2 separate regions of the Macaca mulatta genome follow, and region 1 is linked to region 2. Evidence: chromatin contacts called from public Hi-C data. All regions are on one chromosome and are shown on one strand. Each heading gives the region's core, a stretch centred on a gene start, on an enhancer-like site or on the middle of the called end of the contact. The rest is flanking DNA. Distances are from core to core; before and after follow the strand shown.

What was found. Hi-C and Micro-C count contacts between places; a contact is called where the count stands out from the background.
Region 1: a Hi-C map of liver shows a contact between it and region 2, with 4 times the contacts expected there. The contact joins the promoter of P2RX3 here to the promoter of TIMM10 in region 2. A contact is called at or near these places in 4 of 14 Hi-C or Micro-C datasets (cortical neurons, fetal cortex germinal zone, fetal cortical plate and 1 more).

What each region holds. Positions count from the first base shown.
Region 1 is chr14:16,067,578-16,070,790 of T2T-MMU8v2.0, reverse strand. It overlaps P2RX3 (purinergic receptor P2X 3), which reads left to right and starts at 1,367. Exons shown (of 12, transcript XM_001103269.5): 1 at 1,367-1,678. The coding sequence starts at 1,560.
Region 2 is chr14:15,871,671-15,874,698 of T2T-MMU8v2.0, reverse strand. It overlaps TIMM10 (translocase of inner mitochondrial membrane 10), which reads right to left and starts at 1,688. Exons shown (of 3, transcript NM_001261523.1): 1 at 1,674-1,688; 2 at 1,135-1,250. The coding sequence starts at 1,205.

The DNA.
Region 1 (3,213 bases), core at 118-2,617, 200 kb before region 2:
CCAACCTCTTTTTACTGATGGGAATACTGAGACCCAAAGGGGAGTGAGTTGCCCAGGGTCTCAGTGCGTTGGCAACAAGGCTAGGACACAGACCTCCTTACCACCACCAGTCCAGTTATCTTCTGTCATAATCACAGTGACTGTATGTTCAGAATGATTGATGATATGTGTCCTACATGAAGACATTAGTACAGAATATGTAAACTCAAGATTTCCCTGACAATCAGTACACCAGCTTGCTAACTCAATCCTGAGGTAAGAGACAACAGGAATGCACCCTTCTCCCCTGAATTCATAGCTTTAACCTCTGAGTAGTGGCTATTCCAGCATTATCTAGCAATATAAATTCAACTGGGTTTAATAGATAGATATTGAGGGCCTATGACTAATTTAGCACACTTCTCGGATTTGAGGAACTTGAACAAGACGAAAACATCCCTGGCTGGGCGCAGTGGCTCACACCTGTAATCCCAGCACTTGGGGAGGCCGAGGTAGGCAGATCACTTGAGGTCAGGAGTTCAAGACCAGCCTGGCCAATGTGGAAGCCCCGTCTCTATTAAAAATACAAAAATTAGCCAGGCATGGTGGCGGGTGCCTATAATCCCAGCTACTTGGGAGGCTGAGGCACAAGAATTGCTTGAACCCAGGAGACAGAGGTTGCAGTGAGCTGAGATCGTGCCACTGCACTCCAGTCTGGGCAACAGAGCGAGTCTCTGCCAAAAAAAGAAAAAGAAAAAGAAAAAAAAAATGGAAGGAAGGAAGAAAAGAAAGAGAAGGAAGGAAGGAAGAAAGAAAGAAAGACCCAGCCCCAACCTTTCGGGAAAACATAATCTAACAAATGATTTTGATAAATAAACTGAAAAAAAAAAAAAAAGAAGTGCTAACTGCTATGCTACAGGTAGAGTGAAACTCATTACCAACTGGAGTTAGAAATATGTGAGTCTTTACTCATCACACCCCAGAAGACCCAGAAAAACTTTCAAGAGACCCTCTCCCCCTGACCCATGCCACTGGGGGCAATTCAGGAAAGGAGGGGACGGCTGCAGAACTGGGTGGAATTTGGCTGGCACTCAGGAATGAAGGCGGTCTTCAGTTCAGGCAGGCTGTTAGGTGACTAGGGGACGGGAAATTGCAAAGGGCTTTAGGGAGAGCGTGAGCAGCTGGTGAGCTGGGATGAGGATGCTGCAGAAGAGAACAGAACAGAAACAGTAGACAGAGTGCAGATAAAACATTAGTCCCAGAGGGCTCCAGCCAGCTACATCCCAGGCAATCAGGAGCCCAGGATTGGAGACCCCACCCCTGCTGTGACATCACAGGGGAGTGGGGTGGAGACGAACAAAAAGGGGGTCCCCCGCCCTGGTCTCTTGGAAGCCAGAGTATCAAGAGAAGAGAGAACCTGACTAGGGTTGCCTGGCTTAAAGGGACAGGCTCCCCAGTCCTCCGACCCCTCTAAGCTGCCCCCTCCAGGTCGTGATCCTGTCTCCCTGTCCTGTGGGACCTCCCTCTCCTGAGGCCACCACTGGGCCCCCTTCTGAGTGTCCCCTGAGCACTCTCTCAGTATGAACTGCATATCCGACTTCTTCACCTATGAGACCACCAAATCGGTGGTTGTGAAGAGCTGGACCATCGGGATCATCAACCGAGTAGTTCAGCTTCTGATCATCTCCTACTTTGTGGGGTGAGTCTGTGGCCCTTCAGGTCCCTGGCGGGGTGGGCTGCCTGGCATCCCATCTTCACCCTCCTGCCTCAGAAACCTGCATCCAGCTTCCTGAGCTCCTCCCCTCCCGGGGAAACACTTTCTTCTGTGGAGCCGAGTCCTAAAGACTGGCCTCTGCCACCCCCACCTAGGACCTGAATTCACCTAGATGAATTCTTTTCCCAGTTCATCCTCCAGCGTTGAGAGTGGTTTCAAGACGCACACTCGGAGGAGTAGGGTCCCTGCCCTGGCACTGCCCTCCACCGAGGGAGGGCTCAGGAGCTCCATCTCCACCCTCCCTGCTCTCATCTCTCCAACCAGAGAACAGGCAGACCCCCTCCCACATCTTCAAATTCCCCTCAGTCAACTCTTCGGGGCCTCAAAAAGACAAGACAGCACAGAAATAGGGAAGGGAAGGTACTGAGACAAGGGGGTGGTGGCAGGTTGGTCAAGTTGGTGGCCGGGAGGGAAAGAGAGAACTGGGCCCATTTCAGAGTGAGGAATTTCCTTCCGGCATGGATGGGTGAGATGGTGAGAGAGAGAAAGGCAAGGGAGAAGCGCTGTGCTCTTGAAGGGGAGGACAAGGAGGGAACTGCCCCTTGATGAGGAAGCAAACACAGGCCCAAGGGAAGAGTGGCCAAGGAGAAAAGGAGCTTTTCTGAACACAGTGCAGCTTCCTCTCCAGGAATCCAGAAATGCTCCCCTTTGTCAAAAAGCCTAAGTTCCCCACCTCTCCCTGACCCGGTGCCATGTAACCCATCCTAGCAGTTGCTTAAGAGCCAGGAAGGTGCAAGCATCCCCTCTCAGCCCCCACCGCCTGGAAGCACACACCTACACACACACACACACACACACACAGGCGCGCGCGCACGCACACACAAAGGGCTCTGGAGCAGACAATGGCTGGGGGAGAATGCAGGTCCTATCCTTCTTGTGGTCATTTCCACGCACTGGTGGGCACCAGGAAATACAGGCAGAAACCTCGAAGGTTTTCTTTCCTGGGGTGTGGGTCTCCAATCTTATGCTGTTCTTTGAGACAATGGGTCTGTGCATTCGAGGCAGCAAGCCACTGACTGTTAGGAGTTAGTTCAAGCGGGTCAAAGGAGAATCCTGTGTGACTGTGGGCTGAAGCTGCATGCAAGCCTGCTTGCCTGAAAAGTTGAAGTTTATGTGAGGGTGTGGAGGGAAAGGTGGCTAGATGTGACTTTTTAGGTGATTGTTTGCTCTGTGTGCTGGGCAAGTGCTGGTAGGCTTCAGTGGGCAGGTATTGTAAAAAGGCTGCACCATCCAGTGCTCCTTTGGGAGATTTTAGAAAAGGGATTCCAGCTTTGGAATAGCATTAAATGGCCATGAAGTTCCCTTCCAATGTTGAGGTTTTGTGAGATACGAGGTTTGCAAATGTTCGCTGTCTGCATCTCCAGAGCTTGGCTCAAAGTTGGTTCTTAAATGTTCTGTGTTCACGTGTATATTCAATGCTGTGGTTGTTTATAGCCACAAGATGGTATGTTGGCCCAGGT
Region 2 (3,028 bases), core at 439-2,938:
CGCCCAGACTGGAGTGCAGTGGCGCTATCTCGGCTCACTGCAAGCTCCGCCTCCCGGGTTCACGCCATTCTCCTGCCTCAGCCTCCCGAGTAGCTGGGACTACAGGCGCCCGCCACCACGCCCGGCTAATTTCTTTTTGTATTTTTAGTAGAGACGGGGTTTCACCGTGTTAGCCAGGATGGTCTCGATCTCCTGACCTCGTGATCCGCCCGCCTCGGCCTCCCAAAGTGCTGGGATTACAGGCTTGAGCCACCGTGCCCGGCCGAGGCTCAGTAATTTTCTAAGAATCACATAGAGCTGAGATATGAACCCAGGTCATCTGACCTCACAGTCTACACTTAACAATCTTTCTAATTTATAGTCGTCAGGATAAACCAACCAATCAAGAGAGCTTAAGCCAATAAAAATAGCAGACATTTCACTGTTACTAAGTGTTGGGCTTGAGGCTAAGGACTTTCATATATTTTTAGATTTAATATTTATGATGCCCTATGAGGTAGGTATCATTATGTCTTTTTCATAATGAGGAAACCAATTGTCAAACAGTGCAAGTAACATGTCCAAGTATACTGCTGGTGATTGGTGGAGCCAGGATTTGTTCCCAAATGTGCCAAATGGTTATGAGCACTAGTTGCAGAACCAGACTGAGGTGCTAGTTCTGGCATTGTTACCCACCAGATGCGGACCCTAAGGAAGTTACTTAACCTCTAGCAGCATCAATTTCCTCATTTTAAGATGGGACTAATAAAATTAACCCACTGGATTATTTTGAAGATTAACAAGAGCCTGACACAGAATAAAGGGTTTTAAAATGTTAACTACTAAATGGGCTGGCTATGTGCTATTTATCAAGAGGCAAATACTCAGCTTTTCTTGGAACCTAACCAGAGCCTGGATTGGAGCTTCTCTTCCTGCTTGGCTCCTGCATTGCCAGTTCCATCCCCATCTAAATGCCCAACTCATTCTAGTGACTGCATCTACATTAGGATCAACCTTGGAGGTGCGTATGGGGAGGGTAAGCATGGGCCTCAGGCTCCCCTACATTCAGGAAGGCATTTGTTGTAAGTCATTCACCTTCGATATGGGTGACCAAGACTTATTTTCCAAGACAGGGTAGAACATAGTTCTCTTTACCTGTTGTACATATCGGCCATCATCTCCACCTCCAGCTCCGCAGCCAGCTGTTGGGCCCTGAGAGGATCCATCTCAGCCTAGCACCGTGGAAGGTATCTCCTTCTGGCCTCCTAATCCTGGGAGCAGACATCACCATCAGCACCCACCGCCGCCGTTCACTCTCCTACCCCTTGGGGCTAGAGGATACAGAGGACTCACAGGGCGCCAGACCACCACGGGCCACTAACCTCAGTGAGCTTAACCACCCCATTTCACGGATGTGGAAACTGAGGCCTCGCCCAAGGTCGCACAGGACGTCCATGGCGAGCCTGGAAATCGAGCCCCGGATCTCTGATGCCCCAGTCCCTGGAGGTCACCTCTATTCAGAAGATCGAGGACCGAGGCAGAACGCTCTAACCATAAGCCTGAACCTCCAGGGCCCTGGGAATGAGATCGTACGCTGAACACAGGCGACTGGGACGCAGCCTAAAGGCTGCGCCTCTGAAATGGCGACGCCATAATCAGAGCCACATTGAATTCAGAGGTCATGGGTCACTCACCACTGCCTGGGACGGATCGCAATGCTCACGGAGACCCCAACTTCTGACAAAAACTATAACGTTACCCGCCTCTCCAGAAGGCTCCAGCGGAAGCACGTGGGTTACTTCCGGGAGGGAAGTCCCGCCTCTCCTTTGATTCAAACTCGCTTCCGGAACTAAATACCAACGAGACGGCGCCGGGAACTCGGCGATCCTAGAGAGGGAGCGGCCGGCGCCGGGCGAAGAGGAAGGCGACTTGCCAGTGCTAGAGGGGACGCCAAAGTACCATAGAGGCTTGGGCGGGGTGCAGAGCGTCTGCAGCCCGCTTACAATTCAAGTCCCTTGGGATGTCACAGAGCCGCTTCAGTTTATTGGTTCTGTAGGAAGAGGCGTGGCGACAGATATCAGTGAACCTCATCCCAGTTCCGGACAGCCGACTCCTGAGCGTAAATCAGGCGTGGAGAAGGAAGAACGCCCCCAAACAGCGATTCTGTTTTTGTTTCGCGTTAAAATCCCTGAAACGTTTTTAAACGTCCCAGTGCCCAGGACTCACCTCATTTCAATTAAATCAGAATCTCTGGGAGTAGGACCCAGGCATCAATACAATTTAAAATTCCCCAGGTGATTCGTATGTACAGCCAAATTTGAGAAGCAGTGCTCCATGGGACGTTGTACGATTACTACTGTGTGTAGGTCACACTAAGCCCCTTCTGGTGTTGCAACGATAAGCGAGATAGGCTTCCTGCTCGTAGAAAGACAAGACGTGTAAAATACGTTTTCTTCAACAGTCAGAGGTCCTGAGCCACAAAGAGATTAATAAAAGCAATTTCGGCTGCCACCGGGGCTAATCTTGGGTGAGGGAGAAGGAGGGTACTGGTGAACTTTTCAACTTTCAAGACTTAATGTGTTCTTCAAACTGCACCATTCACTCATTCCCCACTAAAAAGAAGGAAACAACACTCAGTCCCTTGATTTGTCACACAATTTCCTAGTAAAATAAATTTACAAGATGTAAATTGATGACGCAAGGGCACATTGCTCATTGGAAAAGGTGGGCTAGACATTTTATATGTGTGGTCATCATATGCTTCCCTAATTGTCCAAGACCATCCTGATTTTAAACAATCGACCTTTCTGCTTTGAAGACTCATCTTTGTCAAACCTTGTGCCCTGATTTTTAAAGATTGAGGTATAATATTCATAAAGTGCATAAAATACACGAATCTCAAGCTTAATTAAATATATATGTGTATATATACATTTGTATAACCACCACCCAGATCAAGATATAAAATACTTCCTGCACCCCAAAAAGTTATCTTGTGTTTCTTCCCCATTAATACTCCCTCTTGAAGTTAACCACTATTCTGACCTCT